2 separate regions of the Mus musculus genome follow, and region 1 is linked to region 2. The links are chromatin contacts, called in public Hi-C maps. All regions are on one chromosome and are shown on one strand. Each heading gives the region's core, a stretch centred on a gene start, on an enhancer-like site or on the middle of the called end of the contact. The rest is flanking DNA. Distances are from core to core; before and after follow the strand shown. Region 1 has its middle 23 kb from the start of Gm34099. Region 2 holds the start of Hdnr (Hand2 downstream lncRNA).

Evidence for each region. A called contact is a pair of places that touch in the nucleus more often than the background predicts.
Region 1: a Hi-C map of the N1E-115 cell line shows a contact between it and region 2, with 33 times the contacts expected there. The contact joins the enhancer-like site here to the promoter of Hdnr in region 2. A contact is called at or near these places in 8 of 39 promoter capture datasets (cranial neural crest, embryonic stem cells, frontonasal cranial neural crest and 5 more), 1 of 15 datasets of contacts at CTCF or cohesin (CD8 T cells), 20 of 484 Hi-C or Micro-C datasets (B cells, the HL-1 cell line, LSK cells and 13 more), 8 of 115 datasets of contacts at active chromatin or transcription factors (CD8 T cells, the HL-1 cell line, cardiomyocytes and 4 more) and 1 of 9 other capture datasets (adipose tissue).

The regions. Positions count from the first base shown.
Region 1 is chr8:57,423,789-57,428,555 of GRCm38.p6, forward strand. No RefSeq gene overlaps it. Among named protein-coding and RNA genes, the nearest start is that of Gm34099, 23 kb to the left of the region's middle. Within about 2 kb of position 2,438, at least 58 of the 459 cell types and tissues checked have an H3K27ac peak or open chromatin away from gene starts, as enhancers often do. A contact at or near this core is called in CD8 T cells, the N1E-115 cell line, Th1 cells and 2 more, where this site is marked.
Region 2 is chr8:57,330,262-57,335,627 of GRCm38.p6, forward strand. Hdnr (Hand2 downstream lncRNA) reads left to right here and starts at 2,174. Exons shown (of 3, transcript NR_131041.1): 1 at 2,174-2,372. Gm34030 (a long non-coding RNA gene) reads right to left here and starts at 4,879. Exons shown (of 4, transcript XR_378998.4): 1 at 4,127-4,879; 2 at 2,496-2,587; 3 at 2,240-2,293; 4 at 1,430-1,769. RefSeq lists an enhancer at 2,867-4,630.

The DNA.
Region 1 (4,767 bases), core at 1,188-3,687, 94 kb after region 2:
ATACTGCTTTTGATTTGCCAGACCCTCTCACAGCCTACTTACTTCGTTTTGAACATGGCATTTGTACCACATTAAAGTTTGGCAAGCTTAATCCTCCCTAACCACAGGCGAATGTGAACACACTAAAAAAATATATAAAAATATATTTTAGCCAAAGCCATTATCGAGTGTATATTTGTTGGATTTGACTAAGAACCTCTAATTTGTTCATGTACAGTTGGCATCCTTTCATTCTGGGTGATGACTGCAACTTATATATTATGTGTCCAACAGCTGATTAAAGTGCTAAGCAGCGGTAGGGCAGAGAGAGAGAGACAGAGACAGAGAGAGACAGAGAGAGACAGAGAGAGACAGAGAGACAGAGAGAAAGAGACAGAGAGCCCAATCCTTCTGAGCGTTCCTTGTCCCGGGAACCCCCTACAGGGATGATTTTTCCCCACCCTCTTTCTCTGTCTGTTCCACACTGAAAGCATGGATGAGTAAGTCCCTCTCTCTCCCTCCCTCCCATTCTCTCTCTCTCTCTCTCTCTCTCTCTCTCTCTCTCTCTCTCTCCTGCCACCTCACAAAAGACTCTACCCTTACATTTTCTTGGCAACGACTACATTTCTTGAACAAAATCTATGTTCTCTGGTTTGCAAGAAACACTAAGCTGAACCCAACACCTCTAACGTTCCAATACAAAAAGTCCTCCTAGCTTGAGGCCCCACCATCCACTGAGGCACAGCAGGAGTAAGCAAGCTATTACGATTCTTGGGCTGCTTCGTTTATCCACAGTGCCAGCTACAGCCTGCGTGACACTCAGTGGTGGCATCCCTCCTGCACGACTGGGCACCACAGATAACGTTCCCGATAAGTTAAAAATGGCCATGAAGTGGGAAAAGGAGGAATTCTATAATTGTTGTGTGTGTCGAAGGGAAAGACCACTTTCCAGAGATACAGAATTAACAATTCTCTTGATTTACCTCTCCACACAAATCAGTATTCCTCAGTAGGGAAGATGTTTTAATGTCTCCCCAAAAGGACATCTGAATAACAATAACAATAACAATAATAATAATCATTGAGAATAAATTTACTCAAATCTTGAAGTTAAATTGGATTTATTTCTATCTAGAAACTGCAATGTATCAATGTCTTCAAAGCAAAACCAAATCCCCCTCCCTAAGAATGCTTCACTTGCTCAGTCATTCAACAGTCAGTCAGTTTCCATGAACTTACCATCCACGCTGTTGCAACATTGTTCACTTCAAGGAGTGAGATGGTGTGCAAACACACACACCACAGGACCTTGTATGTGGGAAGCCATAAGCAAAAGCAAATTTCCTTTTATTTCTCAAAGAATTACCCTTGAACTCATTGATCATGCAAACAAACATGCAATCAAAAGAACAGGACCTGTTTCTGATCCGTTGTCATTACTTCTTAGGGCCCACCTTTTCCATTGTTACACATTATGACATTTAGTCACAAGCTACCAAGCCAGTGTGAACAAGCCACACTCTAGACAGAGTCGTGGGCTGTGACCCTCGGTTCACCATTTATTTTACTGTTGTTGTAAAAAGGAAGAGAAAAATGTCAGTGAAGTATTCTAGTGTTAACAAGATATATTAACTACTGTTGTTTATTACCAAGACCAAAAAACAAAATCTAAACTAATAAACAATAACAACAAACTAACAAATAATAACCCGTGGAAGGAGTGATTTATTTTGGCTCAAGGTTACATACAGTCTATCATGACATGTAGGCATAGTGGCAGGAGCCTGAGACAGATGGTTACAGCCCAAGGCAAGGCACAATGGACACTGGTGACCTACACACTCCCTCCTTTTTATTCAGTCCTGGGCATGAGCCTATGGAATGGTACCCCCAGTTTGCAAGCAGATTAACCTATCTCAGTTGAAGCTCTCTGCAAACACCCTCATAGACACGGCCAAAGGTATGTCTCCTAGGTAAGTCTACATCTGGGCAAGCTAACAACCAATATTAACCACCAAGTCTGTTATATCCACACAGAGTCACACATGCACAAACTTGGGTAGGAAATGTTTGCTAAGATAGGTAAATAGCTTTACAATTACTTATTGCCTCCTCTGGTTGTTTTATTGAATATAACTTTTATTTATGAGCAATAATTTATACAATTGTGGATAGCCTTAAAGTCTATTTCTAGTCCAGCTTACAGAAATAAAATTTATATCTCCTTCCTTCCTTCCTTCCTTCCTTCCTTCCTTTCTTCCTTCCTTCTTTCTTTCTTTTCTACTTGAGTTCCAAGACCAGGTCATGTATAGAGGGGAAGCCAATTTGAGGTATCTGTTGCCAGGTAATGCCTTTCATGATCCATGCCAATTGTGACTGCCCAGTCCATACAGATCAAGAGACACCTAGAATGAACAGACTCTTGTGTAAACACAGATATGAAATGATTTGCCATCGACAATGTTTTAAAACTCAGCTCTGACCTCTACTGGCCACGTTATTAAAATACCACAGCAAGCATCCAGAAATGGTCTTTTATTTCATTCAGTCTTTTTTTTTTTTTTTTTTAAAGATTTGTGTATTATTATAGATACACTGTTGCTGTCTTCAGGCACACCAGAAGAGGGCATTAGATTTCATTACAGGTGGTTGTGAGCCACCACGTGGTTGCTGGGATTTGAACTCAGGACCTTCAGAAGGGCAGTCAGTGCTCTTACCCGTTGAGCTATCTCACCAGCCCCATTCGATCATTTTTAATTTAAAAAATTTTTCTTTTGATATCTATTCGTCTTAGGTTAGCATACATAGTTCATAACATGCATAGTTTCATTGTGATATTTTAAAATATACATGTCAGTGTACTTTGTACTTAATTACTCCCCTCCCACAATGACATGACCCATATTCCTGGCCCCTCCCTGGATGGTTCCCCTCTTTCCCCAGGTAGTGCCCCCTCGTGTATTCACTTAAATGCTTTGTATCAAAAATAAATAGATAGATAGATAGATAGATAGATAGATAGATAGATAGATAGATAAATAATTTATTATGAATACTTTTTATCTCTCACATTTTATAAATAGGGATTATAGTGGAAAAATGTTTTCTATCTTAAAATTTGCTAGGAGAAACATGCTGCAAACATTAAAAAGCTTAATGCCAAGTACAGCTGTTCTCTATCCTGTGTGTGTGGGGTCAAATATCAGATATCCTGCATATCAGAGATTTATATTATGATACATAACAGTAGCAAAATTACACTTATGAAGTAGCAATGAAAATAATTTTCTGGTTGGGGGGGTCACCACAACATGAGTAACTGTATTAAAGGGTCACCAGCATTAGCAAAGTTGAGAACCACTGTCCTACTATATTAGAGGGTAGAAAGTGCTTCATACACTTTATTTTTGGTTTCTTTGAGACGGGATGTCATGTAACCCAGGCTGTCCCTGAATTTCTGATTCCCCCACCTGCACCCCCAAGAGCTGGGACTACAAGCATGCACCACTACATTTGACTTAATATGTGATTTTTACAAAGATAAAAAGAAGGGCCATAAAGAGAATGAGGGAGTAACAATCTTAACAATGTGATCTCCCTCCCCCTGCCTCCCCCTCTCCCTCCCGTTTCTCCCTTTCCCGGTCCCCCTTCCCCCACCACTTCCCTTCTCCCCCTCTCTTCTTTTTCCCCATATCACAAATTAATTAAATAACACATTCTAGAGGCAATACCCTTTTTCTCTGGTAGTTTCTGCAGGTTTTGGAATCAGCCAGACTTGTGTTCCAACTCTGTCAGCCTTCGTCACAGAAAACAACCAAAACAAAACAAAATATCATCGACAACAGCAAAGAACATAAAACAAACAAACAAAAAGTCCCAAGTCCTCCGTAGCTTAAAAAGCAAACGTTTGTACAAAACCACATTGAGATAGCACCTCCCAGGCATCAAGATGACTCATAAAAGAAACACATAATGGGTCAGTAAGGATGTGGTGAGCTTTGCTGGTGGGAGACGAGCTGTTGTAGAAAGCACCAACATAAGAACAGAGTTACCATATGATCTGGCAATCCCATCTCTCGATGGAATCGGAAGCGGGGACTTGAAGTGAGTTCTGCATAGCTAGGCTCACAGCAATGTTGCTGAGAGTTACTCACAGGAGGAAACAACCTACATGTGAAAGCATACACAAAACACAGTAGATACACAGCACAGTATGATTCTACATCAAATATACAACAGTATGAAGGAACTTAGAGGACATTGCACTAGACAAATCAATCACAAGAAGAGAACGGCTATGTAAGTCACGGCGTGAGAACCGTTACATTGATAGAGGCCGTCGTGATGAAGACGGTGCCCCAAAGGTGCTAGAGGTGAGGAGAAACAGGAAGTTTCTGTTCAATGCATACAGAATTTCCGTGTCACAGGATGAAATGATAAGAAAATTCGGTGGCGATGGGTGCACAAGATAAATGCATTTTGCACCAAGCTGTACGCTTAAAAATTGATAAGATGATAGATTTTTATGTGTATACATTTTTACCACATTTAAAGCCTTTTAAACATTAGAAAAATAGAAGTGGCTGGAAAACATTAAAAACAAAGGTGTAGGGACTGCAGAGATGGCTCACTGGTTGCCTTTCCAGAAGATCTGGGTTCAGTTCCCAGACCCAACCCAATCAGCCAACAACCTCCAGTTCCAGGTGATCTGGTCCCTCTTTTGCCTTCCTCGGGCACTGCACGCAGATGATGCCCAGACACGCATGCAGGCAAAACACCCATACATGT
Region 2 (5,366 bases), core at 924-3,423:
TGTATGGTCTGAAGAGCTGATCCTTGGTGATGTCAGGACTCTGGCCTGGCTGAGAAGCAAAGGAAATAAAAGCAGGGAGCCTGGTTGGTTGGTTTGTTTGTTTGTTTTGTTTTGTTTAATAGTGTTGCCAGGTGGGTTCTTCATGGTCTGCCTTAATGTTGGAATCTGGTTAGCTCAGACAATCAATTTCTCAACCAGGTCACTCAAAACCACAAAGATCCACACTATGCTGACCTACAGTATTTTCTTGCTCCGGGTAGAAATTATATGAGAGTGGAGTCAATTTAGATGGTCCACTGGCCCAGGGATTCTCCCTGTATGTCCCCAACCAAAGAAGCTAGATTCGTAGGAAGCTGAGCCTTTCTGATAATGATCATGGAGTAGTAGACAATTCTAGCCTCCAACCAATGCCTCAGTTGCTTTCTTGAGTAGTTTTTGTTTTCCAAAGTGTGTCTGACAGGACCTTGGTAAGAAAGTACAGACTTACCCAGAAACTCTCTATTTAGACTAAGTATCGAAACATGACAATCCCCTTGCCTCTGACTTCCAAATGCTGGGATTAAGGGCACATACCATTATACTCAACTTCAAATAATATTTTTAATACACAACCCATTGGATCCAACTAACCTAATGCTTCTCTTATGACTAAATGGAGTCTTTCAAAATATAATTCCCTTACATAATACCAAGCCATCTTTCAAGCATTGGTGACCAATAACCGAAGTCATGGAGACCTGCAGAAACATATTATTTGTTCCCATGATGTTTGCTGCTCAGCCAGTTAAAAGTCACTTAAAACAAACAATGCACTTACTCAAGGCCAGAGTGTTCAATCTTCATCAAACGTATTGCCTAGAGGAGGCCAGAAAAGATAGTATTCTAACCCAAGATGATGGTAAACCCTCCTTTCTGAAAAGACAGGAATGATGGTCATCCACCGGGGCCTTCTTTTTAAGATAGATTGTTATTGTTGCTTGGCACAGACATTTTTGTCTTTGGGATAAAACAGAAATGCTCTCTCTCTCTCTCTCTCTCTCTCTCTCTCTCTCTCTCTCTCTCTCTCTCTGTGTGTGTGTGTGTGTGTGTGTGTGTCTGTGTCTGTGTGTCTGTGTGTGTGTGTGTCTGTGTGTGTCTGTGTCTGTGTCTCTGTTGCTTGTGGCTTTAGTTTTAAAGAAAAAACCCTGGAAACAAAAATCTAAGTTTGTAGTAGTAGTTGGGAAGGGAAACTAATGCGGTTTTAATGGGGGGTGGAGATGGTCAGACCGCCTGACCATCGCCTTCCCTTGAAAATCTGGTTTTCATATTCTCGCTCAGTAATCACCCAAAGCCATAACTGTCTCTGAAATTATTCATTAAAGTCATTTTCAGGGATTCTCACAGGATGACTCTTACGTTTATGATCTGAGAGCAATGACATCAGCCTCTGTCTTTTTTCCGCTTTTAATTAATGCTCTGGAAAGACAGGGTTGGGGGAGGTTGTGAGCCTGGGGAGGGGGCGGGAGGGGTGGAACTCTTAGGCCTCTCTGCTTTGGCGCGGTCAGCTGAGCGCCGGCGCGCAGACATCCTTTGATTAAGGAGGGTATTTCGAGGAGTGCAGGCTGTGCAGAAGATCACGGCTGTGCCCTGTGGTGCTGTCAGCAGTGACAGATCCCAGATGGGGCCCGCTACTGTATGGCAGATTGAGTTTCTCAACAGAAAACTCACCCTTCCTCCTAAACGTCTTCAAAAACCTTCTCCGGATACTCCATTCATCCAGGTCGTGTCGTCTGAAATAGAAACAGTCCAATCCCAAAGTTGGTTTTGTGTGCGTGTGTGTATGCTGGGTTTATCTCCACCACCATCCCCTCCCTTCCTCTTCTCTCTGCACTGTCTCTCCTTTGTGCATCTTGGACTCCTGAAGGCCACTCAGAGCATAGATGCGGTGAGTGGGGGGGCGGGGGGGAGTGTCCCTGTTTACCAGGCTCAGGGCACCAAGTGGTGGAACCAGCACTGAGGTCCCCCCACATGCACCCGGAAAGCAAGGCAATCCTGTGGGTAGAGAGATGCGGGCTAAGGCAGTGGGTCGCTAGGGGAATTCAAGGTGGACCCAATGAGTCACACACTCTGGAGAGGAAAAGCTGGGGGCGGGGAGGGCGGGAGATAAAGGAAGAAACTGAAGGCGCCTTGTCTCGACTCCAGCCAGCTTAGTTCTTTGGAGAAGCAGTGTGGAGTCCTAAAAAAGGAGGCTGAGTCTTACCGTTGAGGTCGGTGCCGGTAGAGAATGGGAGGGAGTCTGCAGGAGCCAAGCACCCTAAAGAAGAGGAAGAGAGCACGTTGCTGAGATTTGAACAGCGACCTGAGAGGTCAGACTGGACCCAGGCCTCCTCAAGGTGAGAGGGGACGACGGGTGGAAGCCCAAGTTTCTACACAATACTCCCCCAGCAAATCGTATTGTAGAAATAGGAACTTATTGCAAACTGTTCTTTAAAAGTAGTTTCAGAAATGTTCCAAACCTTTGCTCTGCAGAAGCAACGGAGATGGAGATTCTTCCCTTTTCCCGGCCCTTCGGTCCTTCTCCGGAAGAGCTACTCTGGCCAGCTCTGGGCTAGGGGCAGTGGCCGAAGAGAAGGGGAAAGTAAGGTTGAGAGCACTGGATTCGAGCCCAGCAGAGAGCGGTTTCTAGGCCCCACCCACCCTCCCCCCAAGGTTTTCTTAAAAGTGAATCTTGGCGTGGTTTTTGCAGACCAAACATCAGAAACCCGGGAGAGGAATCTAGAGAGTGCATTTTGTTCTGTTTTGCTTTAATAATAAGTAGTGTGCCTTGTTAAACACCCTATTACCCCCGCCCCCTTCTCCCACAACCTCTCTGGAGAAGAGTCTTTCCGGAGCGCCTAGAAACCTAAAAATAACACGCCACGCTGAAGGTCCGGAGAAGCCACCGGCCACCTCTACAGAGTGGGGATGCTGCCCGTGAAAGGTCATCACTTTCTTCACCCCGACAACCTGACAACAAAGCCCAAGCAGTTGATCCTTTCCTTCCTTTGAGCCCAGGATCCAAGCCCGAAATAGATGGGGAGGCCCCAACCCTACAGCCATGAGGAAAAAGTGGTTCCTCGGTGACCACCGTGGCCACCGTGGCCACCGTGACTATCTTTCGAGTTAGAGCCTTTGGTCAAGTCTAGATGTCACACTTTAAATGCCTTCCAATGTTCCCCTTCTCGAGTCTAATTTTTGCAAAGAAATGAGATGGGACCATCAGACTCTGCCTATGTTGCTGCCATCTGGTGTGCGAGCAGTCTCCAGCTTGTGCTCCAGCTTGTGCTGAGAAGCACGGCTGCAGTACCTTAGGGGTAAACCTATGATGCCAACCCCACTCACCTCCGCCAATGTAAGTTCTTCCTCCCCTCCCCTGACAATTCCAGCCTCGATTATCGGGTTAAAAAAAATCGAAAAAACTCTTTATATAAAAACAAAACACGCTGAATTTCAAAACGACCGCTCACCTCCTCTACAAGACAGCTTTTGTTTTCTTTGGCCGTGGTGGATGAAAGGAGTTTATTTTGATTTTGTTTTCTTGTACCCACATGTCTTGTAAAAAGGTTCCTGTGCACGGGCCTGCCTCCCCCACCCCATGACCGCGGGGGCCTTGCTTCCAGACTTCGGTCCCCACCACTTGGGTTTTAAGCCCTCGCCTGGAGCCGAGGTGTAATTGTGACCCGCCCTAGCTCCGATCCTCCCGGGGATGTGGTTGGCCTGGCCAGACTGAGGCCGGGACCTCCCAAGTGGCGGCCTAGGCTCTCGAGAGCTTCGAAGTCCGTGCCTCGCAGCCTCCTCCCCCTTTCTTTCCTCTGCGGACCTTGCTAGCTTTTTCTCTTGGCTCTGTACTTTGCTCACCTCCCAGCTCAGAAAGGGTAAATCTTTTCTCTCTTTCTGTTTGCTTTATTTTTGTTTCTTTCCCCTGTCAGGCATCTTATTAGGGCTCGCTTAGTCGCCTTCTCATTGAAACCCCAGGTCCAGAGAAGCTAACAACCTTGATGGAAATCTGGGGCAAAGAACTGGGAGCCTCTAGCCGGCCCCCTCCGCGCCGCGGCGCAGTCGGATCCCGGAGCGCTTCTGCATAGCGTCAGCGCGCCGGGTAATTTACCTTTCCTGCGCGTCTGTCAATATGACTAATTTCCACCCGGGTCAAAAAGCCTTTCTCCGGCAGTCCATCTTGGAGCGCTCTCTTAACGCGGTAGACGGGGGTGGTTGTTTTGTTTCCACCCTAGAAATAAATACTCTTGGGGCGTCTCTGCCCGGGCAACCCTGAGAGGAGCAGGCGAATATACACCATGTCAATTAAAAGCAGTTTGCCTTGAACTACGAACTGTGATTGGGTTTCAACGACAGCGACTTGCTGGCCTTTTTAATACACATTACCTAACTCGTCCTTGATTCCAACGCTTTCTTTAGAAACATATTTTTTTTCCCAAGAAGAAAGTAATTATTGCTCCAATTCTTCTCCATTGGGTGCAATTCCCTAGTGAAACAGGGTCACAATTCAGGGTGTGTTTTAAACATCGGATATGATTGCTAATCTGACCTAGACTATATATCATCCAGGCGATGTTTTACAATAATTTTTAAACTGCTACCGACCTCTAACTGCGAACCCGTGCTGTGGAGGCCTCCAATGGAAGGCTGGATGATTCTCCAGTGACAGACTCAGGCTTCTACAGGCTGAAACAAAGGAATGGGAGACAAGGACACTCATAGTTGGGGACACCCACTTAGGTCCCTTCAGCTCTGAAATATTTTACTTCACTGATACAGGTGTAACTGGGACTGAAAAGTCTTCAACAGTAAGAACACAACTAATAAAATTTAACAATTTAACAAACTTGAACACACACACACACACACACACACACACACACACACACACGACTTGGGGAATTTCAGGAGAACCTGAAAACTAGGAAGGGAGGCCTCTGCCAGGAGAGGTGGCACACCCTGCACCAGGATGCTACCTAGTTGCTACCTAGTGCTCAAACTACAAGCATTCCTTAACCATCACACCTGTCTCTGGTGATATCTCTCTCTCTCTCTCTCTCTCTCTCTCTCTCTCTTTCTCTCTCTCTCTCTCTCTGTCTCACACACACACACACACACACACACACACACACCTTTCCCTCTCTCATCTGCTGGAGCATTTATAGCCTAATGAAAGTATATCCTTTAGGAAAAAGACTGTCTATAAAACGTGAAATATGGAGAACCCGATAGGATAGTCCCACCCAGGGTCTGGCCTGATCCTGGAGGGATTTTTTTTTTAAGCACACACACCCTGTATTCTTCTGTTGCTTTCATAATCGCGCTGTTACTTTTACCAAAGTATGAAAAAA